Linked DNA regions of Mus musculus: regions 1 and 3 are each linked to region 2. A link is a contact called in public Hi-C and HiChIP or PLAC-seq data. All regions are on one chromosome and are shown on one strand. The core of a region is the stretch at or near the end of the contact, and the rest is flanking DNA. Distances in the headings are between cores, read along the strand shown. Region 1 has its middle 20 kb from the start of Gm35787. Region 2 overlaps Enpep (glutamyl aminopeptidase). Region 3 overlaps Elovl6 (ELOVL family member 6, elongation of long chain fatty acids (yeast)).

Region 1 (4,498 bases), core at 1,157-3,656, 130 kb after region 2:
CCAGACCTAAACCTCTTTCCTGCACTACCCCTCAGCCTTAAGCAATCCTGAGAAGTGCTAGTGTGTCCAGGAAGTGGAAGGTTAGGCAAAAGGAGGACTCTATGATGCACCTTCCACAAGTTTGTCACGATGAGGGCTGGGACTTTGCAGTGATACAGCTGTCTTGAGCTCACCCACACTCCTCTAAATGCCCCCTCACCTATGCTCTGTATGCAAGCCTAATAAACTCACTTGTTCCTCAAGTGAAACTTTGATTAAATTGTACTTTCCCTTCTTACCTATCTGGGCAAAATAGACATTGTTTTTACTGGCCCCAGAAAAGTTAAGGCATCAATAACAAATCTTTTTGTATGTACAGACCACACACACACACCACGCACCTTACACACACACACACACACACACACACACACACACACACACACATATACCACTCATACAACAGGGGGCAGGAGGAAGACATCTCTCTTCAATACAGACTTCTAATTAGTCTATCTCTCTAGTGAATCCTGTGTATTTAATCTAACCAGTTAAGGCATTGGGGTCAGCCTATGGCCTGCTCTAATTCAGTCCACATTGGGAACACAGTGGTTTACAAAGAGATCTTGACCACTGAGAAGGCAGAAGACCACCATGTACCTAGGTGGAAATATGAACACCAGGCAGCACTGAGAGTAGCAAGGTGTTGTGTCATAAATTTACCAAGGTGAGATAAGGCTGTAGAGACACTTGAGCATATTAAAATCATGGCAGGGTAGCCAAGCCATTCTGGATTCCACCCCACCCCCCCACAGGCCAAGGAAATTATGAAAATCCCTTACCTGGACTCCATAATGATATTGATACCCAGAACAGGGATGCTGGCAATCCCACCACCTTGTCACATGACACCTGGCCTGTACACCTAAAACCAACAAGCAGAGAACGTCCAATTGTCTCTGGGGATCAGATAAGCTCACCTCCCACTATTGACATAGCCTATTCAACAGCCATTTATCCATCTTCCTAGTCAGCTGTCTAGACCTCCATCCGGCTCCCGTTCCTCCATCTGGAACTCAGTCCTGCCCTTCGGCATCTTCAGCTGGACTCACTCACCCTTCACCTGCGGCCCACACCAAGTCGACTCTACAGCAGTGTTCCGCTCCCTGCAGCTGCTCTAGGTTATTGTCCCTACAGACACCGTTTCCCGCTCCTGAGATCTCTTGAAACTCTGCAGCGGCCGCTGTGGGGGCTTGAAGGAGGGTGGATCCCGTAGGCTCACGTGTTTGAATGTGTGGTCACCAGTTTGTGTTCACCGTTCAGGATTAAGAAGCACATCTTGTGGGAAGAGCTGTGTTACTAGAGGTGAATCTTGAGGTTTCAAAAGCCCATGCCACTTCAGGTTAGTCTTCTCTGTGTCATGGTTGTGTCTTGGCATAAAAGGTCTCAGTTACTGCTCCAGCACCATATGGACCTGCCTGCTGGCATGCTCCCCGCCATGATGATTACGGACTCTAACTCTCTGAAACTGTCATCCCTAAGTCTGTAAGTTGCCTTGGTCATGGTGTCTCTTCACAGCTATAGAAAAGTTACAAAGACAGCCCCTTTAGCCCTTCATTTGATTATTTAACCAATATATCTAGTATATATGGGTTCTATAATAATATATACTATACAGTACTTATGTAGTATACATATACACGTATACACATATATACATATATACTGCTATATTTACTGTGTGATATGAGTGCTATTAAAGCTAAAATTGCAGGGCTGGAGAGATGACTCAGAGGTTAAGAGCACTGACTGCTCTTCTGAAGGTCTTGAGTTCAAATCCCAGCGACCACATGGTGGCTCACAACTATCTGTAATGAGATCTTCTGGAGTGTCTGAAGACAGCTACAGTGTCTTCAGACATATAATAAATAAATAAATAAATAAATAAATAAATAAATAAATAAATCTGTTTTTTAAAAAAAAAAAGCTAAAATTGCAGTTAACACTGAAATAGGAAACCTGTGTCCATCACCCTAGACTCCTTAGGAAAGCGGGTCTCTCTGAGAACACGCTGCCATTGAAAGCATCGCTCCTGGTGATATATTGAAATTCAGTAACTTCTGAATAAGAAAATGCAAAAAATGAACTGGCAGAGAGAAGTGACTGAATGAGAAATCAGATCAGCCTCTATGGTGAAAGCAGGTTTGTACTGGTCTGAGAGGCAGTGCCCCTGAGATCCTGAGGCACAGGGTCTGAGGAGCCAGAGCACCATGCTGTGCTGAGTCTTTGTATTGGAGGGCACGGAGGGGGAGAAGACACAGCTTTGCCAGACCCAGATGAACTGTTTTTCAAGATTGCAGGGTGGCAGCAGAGAAGTCAGATCGGCTGTTTTGCAACCTCCAGGTTCAGGGCACGTGGTGGGTTGGGTGTTAGATGCTTTCTAGGAATTCCATGGGCAGCAGATTTCCTGGAACCTTGGTCTTGTTTTGGGGCCCTGGCTCGGGAGGATCTTCCTTTATTCTGACATTGTGGAAAGACACCCATGCGCCACCTTTCTGACAGAGCATGCTCACAACACAGGTGCACTACAGAACACAGAGGTGGGTAACAGCATGGATGCTGGACTCCAGGAAGCCAGAGGTTGGGCAAAGAAGACATGAAGTGTTCAAAGCAAACAGCCTATATGGTAGTAGAATATCCCCAGCAGCGTCTTCCACATACTTCTGTAGTGACCAGCCAAGCACTGCAGCCTCTGGTCATACAGCTGCTAGCTCAGAGCAAGGCCACTCCATCAGCTATCTGAACCCCATGTGTCTTTCTTGAGTGATAGTCACCTCTGTGCTACTTATGGACAAGATCCATCAGCATGCTGACCAAAGATGATAGGAAAAGTCCAATGTGGGTGTTATTTCTTCTAGTCCAAGAGGAATGGCATCAAGGAAAACAGAAATATTAAGGTCATATCGATACTTCTGTTCTATGTAGATGGATAGACTGTACTACACAATGAGTTGACCGCTATTTTTCTAATCACTCACCATTGATCTACCTTAGGTCTCGCTGTTAGCATTGCATGCTCTATGAGCTTTGAGAAATGTCAAGTAGCATGAATCTATCATTTTGGTGTGTCACAGGATCGTTATTTGCCCTGTAAACCCCACGTGTTCTATCTGTTCATCTTCATTTCTCCCTGGCCCTTGGTTATCAGTCATCTTTTTTGTATTAACTGTCTCCACAGTTTTGACCTTTTCAGAATGTCATATAGTAGGATTCATATATAATATACTCTGTATATAGTATGTAGATTTTTCCACATTGGTTTCTTCACTGCATTGTAGGTATTTGAAGTTTTCTCCTATGCTTTTGTGGCTTGAAAAAAAATACTCCTTTTCAATGGTGAGTAATAGACCATCACTTATTTGTTCACTTTCCTACTGTAGAACATTTTAGTAACTGTGACTTATGCTGCTAGAAACATCTAATTTATCTAAATCTTCCAAATTATCTCTCCAAAGTGCATTTCCATTGGCGACGCCTGAGACGTCCTGCCGCTTCGGGTCCTCACAGCATTGGATCTTGTCAGTTCTTTGGACCTTTGCTATGCAGATACATCACGCTTGTGCTTTAAGATAACAGTTTAAGATTTCCTGCCTATCAAATGTCTTAGGATAGAGACAAGCAAAAATCGGTAACAGCAACAATAAAAAGCAGATGATTCGTTGTATCCCGTGTCGGCTGGTTGCTTTGCATATGTGGTGTATTACCTATATGTATAAATTCATTTCCCTTTTTTGTTTCTTCTAAAGCAGTAGGGAGGTCAACTAAAAGAAGATGCACAGTGTTCATTTGTGGCAGAGCTACTGTTCAATTAAGAGTTTGGCCTTTGATCTGACCTGGAGAAGTCAAGCCAAATGTCCTCTGATCTTTCTCAAAACACAGATGTGTTGCTAAATCACCCCAGAGTAGCTATTTTGATATTCAATGTATTCTAGACTGTACCTAATAATGTTTTTTTTTTAATCATTTTCAGTTGTTTCTCACTCTTTAATCATTCCAGCTCTGTGAAATCCCTGATTGGAAACCTTGCTGACCTGAAAACAGAACTTTGACCTGCTATTCCCAACCTTCCATACCTGGACCCCTGCTTTCAAACAGCACCTTTGTCAGTGGTTGCTGCCATAATGATTCTCCTTTGTAAAGATGCCTTGTGCATCTTCACTGGGTCACACTGAGCAACCCGTTTATCCAAGACTCACATACAGGCAGTGTGTGATGGAAGAGGAATAAAGGAGCCATGGCTCACCCCAGTGAAACCGCACGTGCCTGGCAACCTGTCTCAAAACCCAGAAACACACTGATGAATCCCCAGCCCCCTACAAATGCTCACCATGGCTATTTCAGATCCACTCTGTGTCTATTGCTTCTTCCCCATTCTTGGCTAGCATTCCCCATTTCAAGAGAACAGAAGCTCTCTACAGAATGTCTCTTCAGCCTTCAGTCACTGGGTGATCTTTCTCAC
Region 2 (4,361 bases), core at 58-2,557:
GCATTGCCCCAAATGTTAATAGTTCCCGGGTGGAAAAACCCTGATGTAAATTGTTTAAAGACTCAACTTTGCAGAGCAGTTCCCCTCACCTTTCAAAGAAGGTTAGGGGGGATGCAAGTATTTAATGTAAAAGATAGATTTCCCAAGGGACAGGCTGATGGCACACTCCTTTCATCTCGGCACTCTGGAGGCAGAGGTAGACAGATCTCTGTGGATTCAAGCGGGGAGGGGGAGTCCTGGGGGGGGGGTAGGATTTACAACAATTGCTTCTTAAAACTTTTTAACCTACATCAGCAGCTGGGACTACAGGGACAAGATCAAGTCAACCAAACTTCCCAGCTTGGACTGGGGAGAGCTTATGCTATGTACCCCTAGCTTAGGAGCTGCCCCACCCCCATTGATGGCAGCTATGCAGGGGAGGGTTCCATTTTTCTTCAGGAATGTGGCCCTGGAAAGTCTACCCCATGTTCCAGTAGCTGGTCCTACACCCGAGTGTATTTTCATTTGTTTGTTTGCTGTTTGTTTTGTAAGGACATAAAATTGAGAAGGAAAAGTTGGGACAGTGAGGAGATGGGGGGAAGAGGCAGGAGGCAGGGAAAAAAAAAAGTTTTAAAGTTGAAAAAGGAAAACTGTTATAGACTCTTGCGCCCCAGGGAAGTTAAACTTCTGTTGGATGGTGTGCTCCTGTATTTTTAAATTTGCCCTTTAGTAGCTTTTCAGCGACACTTAGGAAGCATTGGAGTTTAGAGGTCACTTAAAAATACTTTCAGAAGTCAGAGAAAGATAAAAATAACTCCAAGTTGAGCAGTCTTGTTATTTCTTTATCAAATTCACGTGGGAGACTAAGCCCTTTAAATACACTTTATTGTTCGCCTTTACAACAACTGGACGAGGCAGTTCTTTTTAAAGGGATGCAGACAAGGTAAGTTACTCAATGTCACAAACTAGTCCAGTAGAGGGCAGTATTCTACATACTTCATGGTAATCTACATCTACACAGAGATAGGTATACACATCTATGGAGTGAACACACATGCATATATTCAGCCAGAGACGAATACTTACACGATCTAAATACAAACAGAAAAGGCTTAATTTTCCTAAAGAAAATTCTGTAGCAATCCTGGAAAGTTTTATTCCAGGTCCCTTGAGAGCACACTGAGAACGTTCACTAAGCCTACAGTTTGACAACTTGAACGCTTACTTGATACTGAACAATGCTCTCATCGGACATGAAAGGGAGAGCTGACCCAGAGAAGAGCGTGCACCTCGCTTGTGGCCAGGCTTCCTGCTGTGCATCTGAGAGCTGATGCATTTAGGATGTGAGCTTGCACCTAACTGCTAAGTTTTCACCACATCACAGCCTTGCAGCAACCAGCTCAAGTCAAAGAGCTTATAAAATAAGACTTGGGAAGGGCTGACACCCTACTTCCTGGAAATGCAAGGTGGGCGTTTCTTACACTTTCTGCCCTGATCCCCCATCTAGACAGGTGTTTGTCTATGGCTCCCTACTGCCTCAATGACCAGGTAAAGGCTCTTGGCAAAGAGCAGCTCAGGGGAAGTTCCTGGCTCCTGGCTTCTGACTACCTTCACAACGGATATTTGACACTGATCCTAGACCTCTGTCAAAGGCTTCAGTTGGGTTTCCACGAAGAAACAGATTCAGATTGTGTTAGGACTCACCATCTGCCAGTCTTTTTCTGCGTGGTTTACTCCCAAGAACTCGAAGAACGAAGCAAATCCTTCATTTAGCCACAAGTCGTCCCACCAGTCCATGGTCACAGTATTTCCAAACCACTGAAATGAAAAGCAACGGGGAAATAGATGCTTACTCTCGCAGTAGGGAGGTGCTAGGAAATTTCATGGCGTGGATTTGTAACTGACACAGAAGCAATCAGTATTGTACCTAACATGTATTTCCCACTTCATCTTGATTTGAGGAATGTTAAATTCTCCAGTTTATTAATATAATTTAAGGAATATATAATGTTATAGGAAGGTCTCTTGTGTTTTTATTAAATGCAAAACAGTCTAAAACTGTGGTTCTCAGCCTTCCTAATGCTGCCACCCTTTAATGCAGTTTCACACGTTGTGGTGACCCCAACCATAAAATTATTTTTTGTTCCTACTTTGTAACTCTAATTTTGCTACTGCTATTAATCATAATAGACATATCTGTGCTTTCTGATGGTCTTAGGTAACCTCTGTGAAAGGGTCATTTGACACCCACCGGGTGACCATCCACAGGTTGAGAACCGCTGGAAAGTTTCTGTGCAGTAAAATATTAGTGAAGGCTTAGACTAGCTTTCACGTGGGATGTTCTGAGTGGGTCTGTTTCACTTCGTTAGTCATCCACACTTTGTATTACTGCTGTGGAAAGAGGCCAGTTTTAAAAAGCAAGTGGATTTGTTTCAGGGAGGCCCTCTCTACCTGGTGTACAAGTTCGTGGGCAACCACGCTGGCCACTCTCTGCTGGTTAGATGAGGCCGATAGTAGGGGGTCGTAAAGCAGGTTTGTTTCTCGGTAAGTGACAAGTCCCCAATTTTCCATGGCGCCGGTGCCAAAATCTGGAATAGCAATTTTATCTGTGGAAAAAGACAGTCTGGTGAGAAATGCATTCTTTCCACTTGTTCACAGCGTCTCTTACCAAATTAACTTCTTTGGTTGACTTTGTTTTTTAAGGCTAAAAATAATGTTTCAGAGTGAGAGGCAGAAATCGTTTGTGCACAAACTCAGTCCTAATGCTCTCAACATTCCCACGGAGAAGTTCCTGTAGCCTCCAGACTTCAGTGTGTCGTCCCTCCCTAGCCCTCCCTTTTCTCTGAAGGATTACATGACTGCTCTTTTATTCCAAGCCTCTCTGGTTTTATGTCTTTTCTTCTCTTTACAGTAATTCATTTTTATTACTTTCCCCCATCTTTTATTTATGACGTTGGTTATAAACAGCACCTATTTGGGGGATACAGTGTTAGGGAAAAAAAAAGAGTGAAGCCTTTAAATGAGAACTGAGAAGACAGAACATGTGAGTTCAGAGAGACAGCTTGCATGTCAAGGACACAGACTTAGAAACCCGAGTGATGTACAATTTAAGGACAGTCTGATTCTCGGCCAATCTAATGTCCCTTTCCTCTTTTCCTCCACCTTCCCTTTGCCATCTTCCTTTGTATTTTAAATAAGCTAGAAGGACATGGAATTGACCAATTTCTCTCTCTATTTTTTTATCCAGGTCACAGGAATTTCTGTCCTATTTTCTCTGGATTTTAGAAATAACACCCAACAAAGGGAAGCAACATTGAACACTTCCACATTAAATCTGCATACAGGAAAAACACCGATTATCAGGGAATACAGCTTCCCAAGCTAATGAACTGTAACCTGAATATAATTTTTATTACTACTATAATTTAAATGAGGCACAAAATTTTAAATAAGTGAAATTTCATTCTAACATGTAAGAAAGAGGCCTTTTTGATTAAAATTTCTTAAAGATTTGTATGAAAGAATAGTGTATATATATATATATATATATATATTCATTGAAAATCAAGGTAAGAGTCGTGATTTTCTTGTCATGTTCTCATTGTAGGGGTCGCTCTTACTGTGGCATAAGAATAGCCCTCAAGCTTGGGAAAGTATGACCCTATAGCCAACAGTTTTTACAATGTTGGAAAGTACAATTTGCACAAATCCTTGAGCAAATGCATGCAATCTCTTCTCTAGTGAACACGGACATTATAATTAATTAATGTCAATTCAATTACCTTTTGATATGAGTGAGGACATCACTTCCAAAGGCTCTAGTATACAGATAAATCTGAAAGTGTTAAAGACACCCAGGGAAGCACATGGGAGAGAAGAGAAGAGGGAGAGAGAGAGAGAGAGAGAGAGAGAGAGAGAGACTGGTGTGAATTCTGCATCTGGGGTCACCGTGATCACAAGGAGTGAGACAAAGACAATGAACTCTGCATTCCAGTTCCTGTAACATTCGGAATTTTCCTCTGAGTCTGGTAGAAAGCTACTTGTCTTTCTGTTTCCTCTCATAATTTATATGTGGTATAAAGGACCATTGAAGTGAAAATGAGATGTGGGGGTGTACACACACAGAGCCACCGTGCCTTTTGCCTTCTACGGAATTTATTAAGGTGGTAGATACTAGATAGGGAAGTAGATTCTTGGTTTTCTCTCTCTCTCTCTCTCTCTCTCTCTCTCTCTCTCTCTCTGTGTGTGTGTGTCTGTCTGTCTGTCTGTCTGCCTCTCTCTGTGTGTCTGTCTGTCTGCCTCTCTCTCTCTGTCTCTCTCTCTCTGTCTGTCTGTCTGCCTCTCTCTCTGTCTCTCTGTCTCTGTCTCTGTCTCTGTCTCTG
Region 3 (4,382 bases), core at 1,052-3,551, 250 kb after region 2:
CATGGATAAAATGAACTTTGTGCTAGCCAACGCATCCACTCTGAGAAAAAAAAAAAAGGAAAGACTTTTAGATTGAAATAAATCCTGTTCATCTCGCACTTCTTACAGTATACGCTTAAAAAATGTGCAAGTATCGAGCTGTTACTGGTGTTAAATGTGAATTACTCTTTAAGCTCTAAAAATAGAGCATAAGAACTGCCTTCCTAACGAAAGTGGGGGAAAAAAATGCTTAAATCCTGTGAATCCAACCTCTGCGTTGCTGCAGCCGGACCTGATTCTGCATTCCAGAGAACTCTGACCCGCCTTCCTCTGAGGAAGGGATTGTAAAGTTGGACTTTCTTTTTAAGTTCATTGACTGTTGGTGCCTTGGGAATTACACGTGACATTGATCCACTTAGAAAAAGTGTTTGATTTTTTGGGGGAGTGGGGGGGACCCTGGACTCTTCCCCTCCCCCTCATTTTTCTTCTATTTAAAACTATCAAATCATTCTATCATAGTGTTATTTAATATGACAGTTGTATTGGTAAGCAAAGGTGTTTGCTTTCAACTTCTAGATCCGGGGCTGGAGTGCGTATTTTACATATCAAAGCAGACCTGACCTCCAGGTTCACTTCCATCAGTCCCTATCTGGCTTGACCCACCCCCAACCTTGAACTTTCTAGCCCAGGGGCTGGGCTGCCCTTCCCCCAGAGGCTCCTCCCTATATAATGCAGACATTTTGGGCTCTCCCTCCCTCCTCTCTCCCTATTCAGCCACCCCCTGCCCTCCGGAGACTCCCTTGACCTCAATCCTTGGGGCCAGTGACCTCTCCCAAGAGCAGCTTCCCAATAAATTTGCCTTAAATATTGTCTAATCTGGCTTGAATCACCTGCGGAGAAATCAAGCCCATCCCTTTAAAAAATCCAAGTGCAAACAAATGATTACTGTAACATCTGAGATGGAGGGCTCCAAGGGCTGACATGGACTGTTGGAGGAATGGAATGATTAGCCCTCTTCATGCCTTGGACGGACAGGCCCAGCAGCCGGGAGGGACCGTGAGGGACTCAGGTCTCAGCACCAGAGACAGGCAGTGTGGCAGGGTCTGTGAAGAGAGGAATCAGAGCACTGTGCAGAAGTGGCTTTCACGAGGTAAAGGTGGTTTCACAGCTGGAGCCGGGCAGGAAGCTGGCGAGGGGGCAGGAAGCAGGATATGTGGGCAGGAGTACCCTCTTTGGATGCAAACTGACTTTTCCACATGAGAAAACTTGCCAGTAGGGTTGCTGTGCTGGTGTCTGAGTTTATGTAAGTAAAGCATTCAGTAGTGCTACATGGATATAAGCTGTAAGTATGTTAACATTGATTTTTTTTAAAAAAATGTTTAAATATTTAAAAATTTACCCAGTTGTTTCACATCCTCATAGGCTTCCTATTGCAACTGTGGAAAGTCAGAACGTTCACCTTGGCTCACAGGGAGGACAAAACAATTTCATATCCTGGGATGTTTCCCTCCCTCCCTCCCTCCCTCTGTACTGAGTATAGAACCCAGGATCTTCAGTCGTGCTAGGCAAGCTCTCAACCACTGAGCTACAGCGCTGAATTCCCTTGGTTTGTGCTTGAAAGGGTTTAAAGCCTTTGGGCACGGATAAGCCATAGGTGTCATTTCTTAGGAAATGTTCAATTTTTGGGTTTGGGGTTTGTTTTGTTTTTTTTAGCTTTATTCTTATTGTTTTTATTTATCTTTATGTGTGTCTGTGTAAACGTATGACACGTATGTGCAAGTGTCCACCAAGGCCAGAAGAAGTCAGATCCTCTGAAGCTAGAGTCAAAGGCTGTTGTGAGCTACCCTGTCTTGGTCCTCTGGAGGAGCAGCAGGCTCTCCTAGCTGCTGCACCATCTCCGTAGTCCCCGCCTTATGGTTTTTTCACTAACCCGGAACGTGCTGATATGGCTGGCTTGATTGGCCCCCAAGTCCCGGGGAGCCAAGCACGAGCCTGCCCTTTTCCTGTGTGGTTTTTGAGGCTCAAACCCAGATCTTCATGTCTGCCTGGTAAACACGTTACTGACTGAGCCACCCCTCAGCCCCTTTCTTCTCTTCTCTTCTCTTCTCTTCTCTTCTCTTCTCTTCTCTTCTCTTCTCTTTCCTCTCCCCTCCCCTCCCCTCCCCTTTTCTTTTCTTTTTGTTGTTGTTGTTTTTAAATAAATTTTGTTTATAATACAAGCAGGAATTCCATGTAGAATTTTTATTTGTATATCAAGTGGTCCACTGACAATCTTATCAAGAAAGGAACGTATCACGATGTCTTAGCAGTTGCTTGTACTCAGGGACAGCATTGTCTCGTGTCACATTTTCGGCATGGGTTTAAATGCTAGTTTGGTGACATTGGTGGTACAGTATGTAGAAACATCTTGGGTGCACATTTATCCTGTACCTGTAATTTCCCATCTGTGTCTGAACTGACAGGAAAACAGACGTGTGGCGAGGCTCTGTTGGTTTGAGGGTTTAGTCCACCAGGAAAGCTAGGGGCGACAGGAAACTCGCCAAGTCTAACTCAGAAAGACTGCAAAATCAGTGAAACTTCCATTATTTGAATCGTGATTAAATGTAGAACTCGTTATTATGGAAGTACGGATTTAAAATATCGGAATGGCGTTGCACCCCCTTTAAGACTTTTTAAAAATTATATTGCAAGCTTTAGTTCCTTGTTTCACATTTGATACAGTTTCATCGTGTAACCCAGGCTGGTCTCAATCTTGTGTCTTCCTACTTTAACCTCCTGATATGCAGGGGCTCCTAGCCTGTGCCAGCACTCCTAACGTCTCCCGAGCATCAGGGCCAGCCAGTTAAGAAAGCTTTTGTTTTCTTTTTTATAGTTCAGGAGTTGTTTGGGCAGAATGCAGCCGGCGATGGCTGACTTAGACTGTTTAATATATTCTGAGATCAGATCAGGAATTAGTCTCGTCCTCAGGTCGAATTAAGTTTCCTGTTACAGTCTTTCAGCGTATGTAGACTGAATGTCCTAGGATTGGCTAACAGTGGGTGTTAGTTAGCCGTAGGTGGTACCCATCAGTGCCAACGCTGGGAGTTGTCAGGGCCAGGAGTCGAGGCGGATGTTGCTGCCCTGCTACTCACACTCCCAGAAAACTGGTCTGCAGCCATCACATGGCCTTGCTTCCATTTAATGCCTGTCTCAGGCTTGTTGAGGCCTCTCTTAAGTCCCACCCTGTCTGTTGTGTGTAGGTGGAGAAGTAGGTCAGAGGGAATATTTCAGTGCACAGGTATGCAGGTGGACCTTGCTCTTTCTTCTCAAACCTGTATGTTTGCTCAGTACATGGGGAGTCCTGAGCCATTGCTCCCAGGGGAGATACAGAGGTAGGTTTCTGAGAGTCTCTAGTCAAACACTTGACTGACTGGTCAATGTGTAACCTTATTTTATGTGTGCTTCGGTTAAAGACAACTTGTATATATATCATCTGTTCACTGCCACCAGCTCACTTGACAAAGCAGCTCATTTAATGTGTTTCTTTACAAAATGTGTCTCATCTTTGTGCTTAAGAGGATTATACATTTTACAGCATTTTAGTTTTAGGGGCCATTGTAAGTGAAAATATTGTGACCAGCAAAACCGAGGAAAAGGTACTTACTTTAAGGTAGTACAGAAGTCAAAGGAGGCCAGTCACCATCTTGCTTGACCCCAGTGAGCATGTGCCATCTGGTTGGAGATGGTCCCAGTCTTGAGCCTGACTGCAGTGTGCACATGCACACACATGCAAAACTGCTAAGTTTTTTGTTTGTTTGTTTGGTTGGTTTTGGTTTTTTGAGACAAGGTTTCTCTGTGTAGCCCTGGCTGTCCTGGAACTCACTTTGTAGACCAGGCTGGCCTCAAACTCAGAAATCCGCCTGCCTCTGCCTCCCAAGTGCTGGGATTACAGGGCATGCGCCACCACTGTCCGGCTAAGTGCTGAGTTTTTAAAAGAATATCTTTTACTATTCTTGGACAACTTCGTGCATGTATCCAGTGTAGCTTGGTTATACCCACCCAGAGCGATGACATTTTAAGTCTGATCTTCTCGAGGTGAATTTTTAGCAATGAGGTTTGACTACTCTGGTGGGAAGTACTATCCTAAGTTTAAGTTTTGTGGGACAGAGGGTGGGCCCACAGCAAGGCCCTGAGAAAACAAAAGGTAAAAATCAGGTTCCATCTCCATTTATAATGGCAACCTTCACCTAAAATCCTTTTCCACAGGGTACTAAGAAGGGCAGTCCTCGTCTTCCGTCAAATTTAAATCATTAAAGCCTGCTTTTAAATTCTGGGTTAGGAAACAATTACAGGCAGTAAAAATGAGATGAAAAGAAAACAGTTGTCTTCCTTTCCATGTGGAGCCTGGGAGGTGGCTTAAGTTC

What was found. HiChIP or PLAC-seq counts read pairs in DNA pulled down with a chosen protein or histone mark. A called contact is a pair of places that touch in the nucleus more often than the background predicts.
Region 1: a contact with region 2 is called in a Hi-C map of the 63-12 cell line, with 2.7 times the contacts expected there. The contact joins two enhancer-like sites. A contact is called at or near these places in 3 of 15 datasets of contacts at CTCF or cohesin (CD8 T cells, embryonic stem cells and stem cell-derived epiblast-like cells), 19 of 484 Hi-C or Micro-C datasets (the 63-12 cell line, CD8 T cells, the MPC-11 cell line and 9 more), 4 of 115 datasets of contacts at active chromatin or transcription factors (CD8 T cells, acute myeloid leukemia, differentiating embryonic stem cells and 1 more) and 4 of 9 other capture datasets (adipose tissue, embryonic stem cells, liver and 1 more).
Region 3: a contact with region 2 is called in a CTCF HiChIP or PLAC-seq map of pro-B cells, with 15 times the contacts expected there. The contact joins two enhancer-like sites. A contact is called at or near these places in 2 of 15 datasets of contacts at CTCF or cohesin (large pre-B cells and pro-B cells), 2 of 484 Hi-C or Micro-C datasets (3T3-L1-derived adipocytes and pro-B cells), 5 of 115 datasets of contacts at active chromatin or transcription factors (acute myeloid leukemia and embryonic stem cells) and 2 of 9 other capture datasets (adipose tissue and liver).

Annotation. Positions count from the first base shown.
Region 1 is chr3:129,440,530-129,445,027 of GRCm38.p6, forward strand. No RefSeq gene overlaps it. Among named protein-coding and RNA genes, the nearest start is that of Gm35787, 20 kb to the left of the region's middle. Within about 2 kb of position 2,407, at least 4 of the 459 cell types and tissues checked have an H3K27ac peak or open chromatin away from gene starts, as enhancers often do. A contact at or near this core is called in the 63-12 cell line, where this site is marked.
Region 2 is chr3:129,307,339-129,311,699 of GRCm38.p6, forward strand. It overlaps Enpep (glutamyl aminopeptidase), which reads right to left. Exons shown (of 20, transcript NM_007934.3): 5 at 2,431-2,585; 6 at 1,684-1,797. Among named protein-coding and RNA genes, the nearest start is that of Enpep, 23 kb to the right of the region's middle. Within about 2 kb of position 1,308, at least 29 of the 459 cell types and tissues checked have an H3K27ac peak or open chromatin away from gene starts, as enhancers often do. A contact at or near this core is called in the 63-12 cell line and pro-B cells, where this site is marked.
Region 3 is chr3:129,551,455-129,555,836 of GRCm38.p6, forward strand. All of the region lies in intron 2 of Elovl6 (ELOVL family member 6, elongation of long chain fatty acids (yeast)), which reads left to right. Among named protein-coding and RNA genes, the nearest start is that of Gm35986, 21 kb to the left of the region's middle. Within about 2 kb of position 2,302, at least 130 of the 459 cell types and tissues checked have an H3K27ac peak or open chromatin away from gene starts, as enhancers often do. A contact at or near this core is called in pro-B cells, where this site is marked.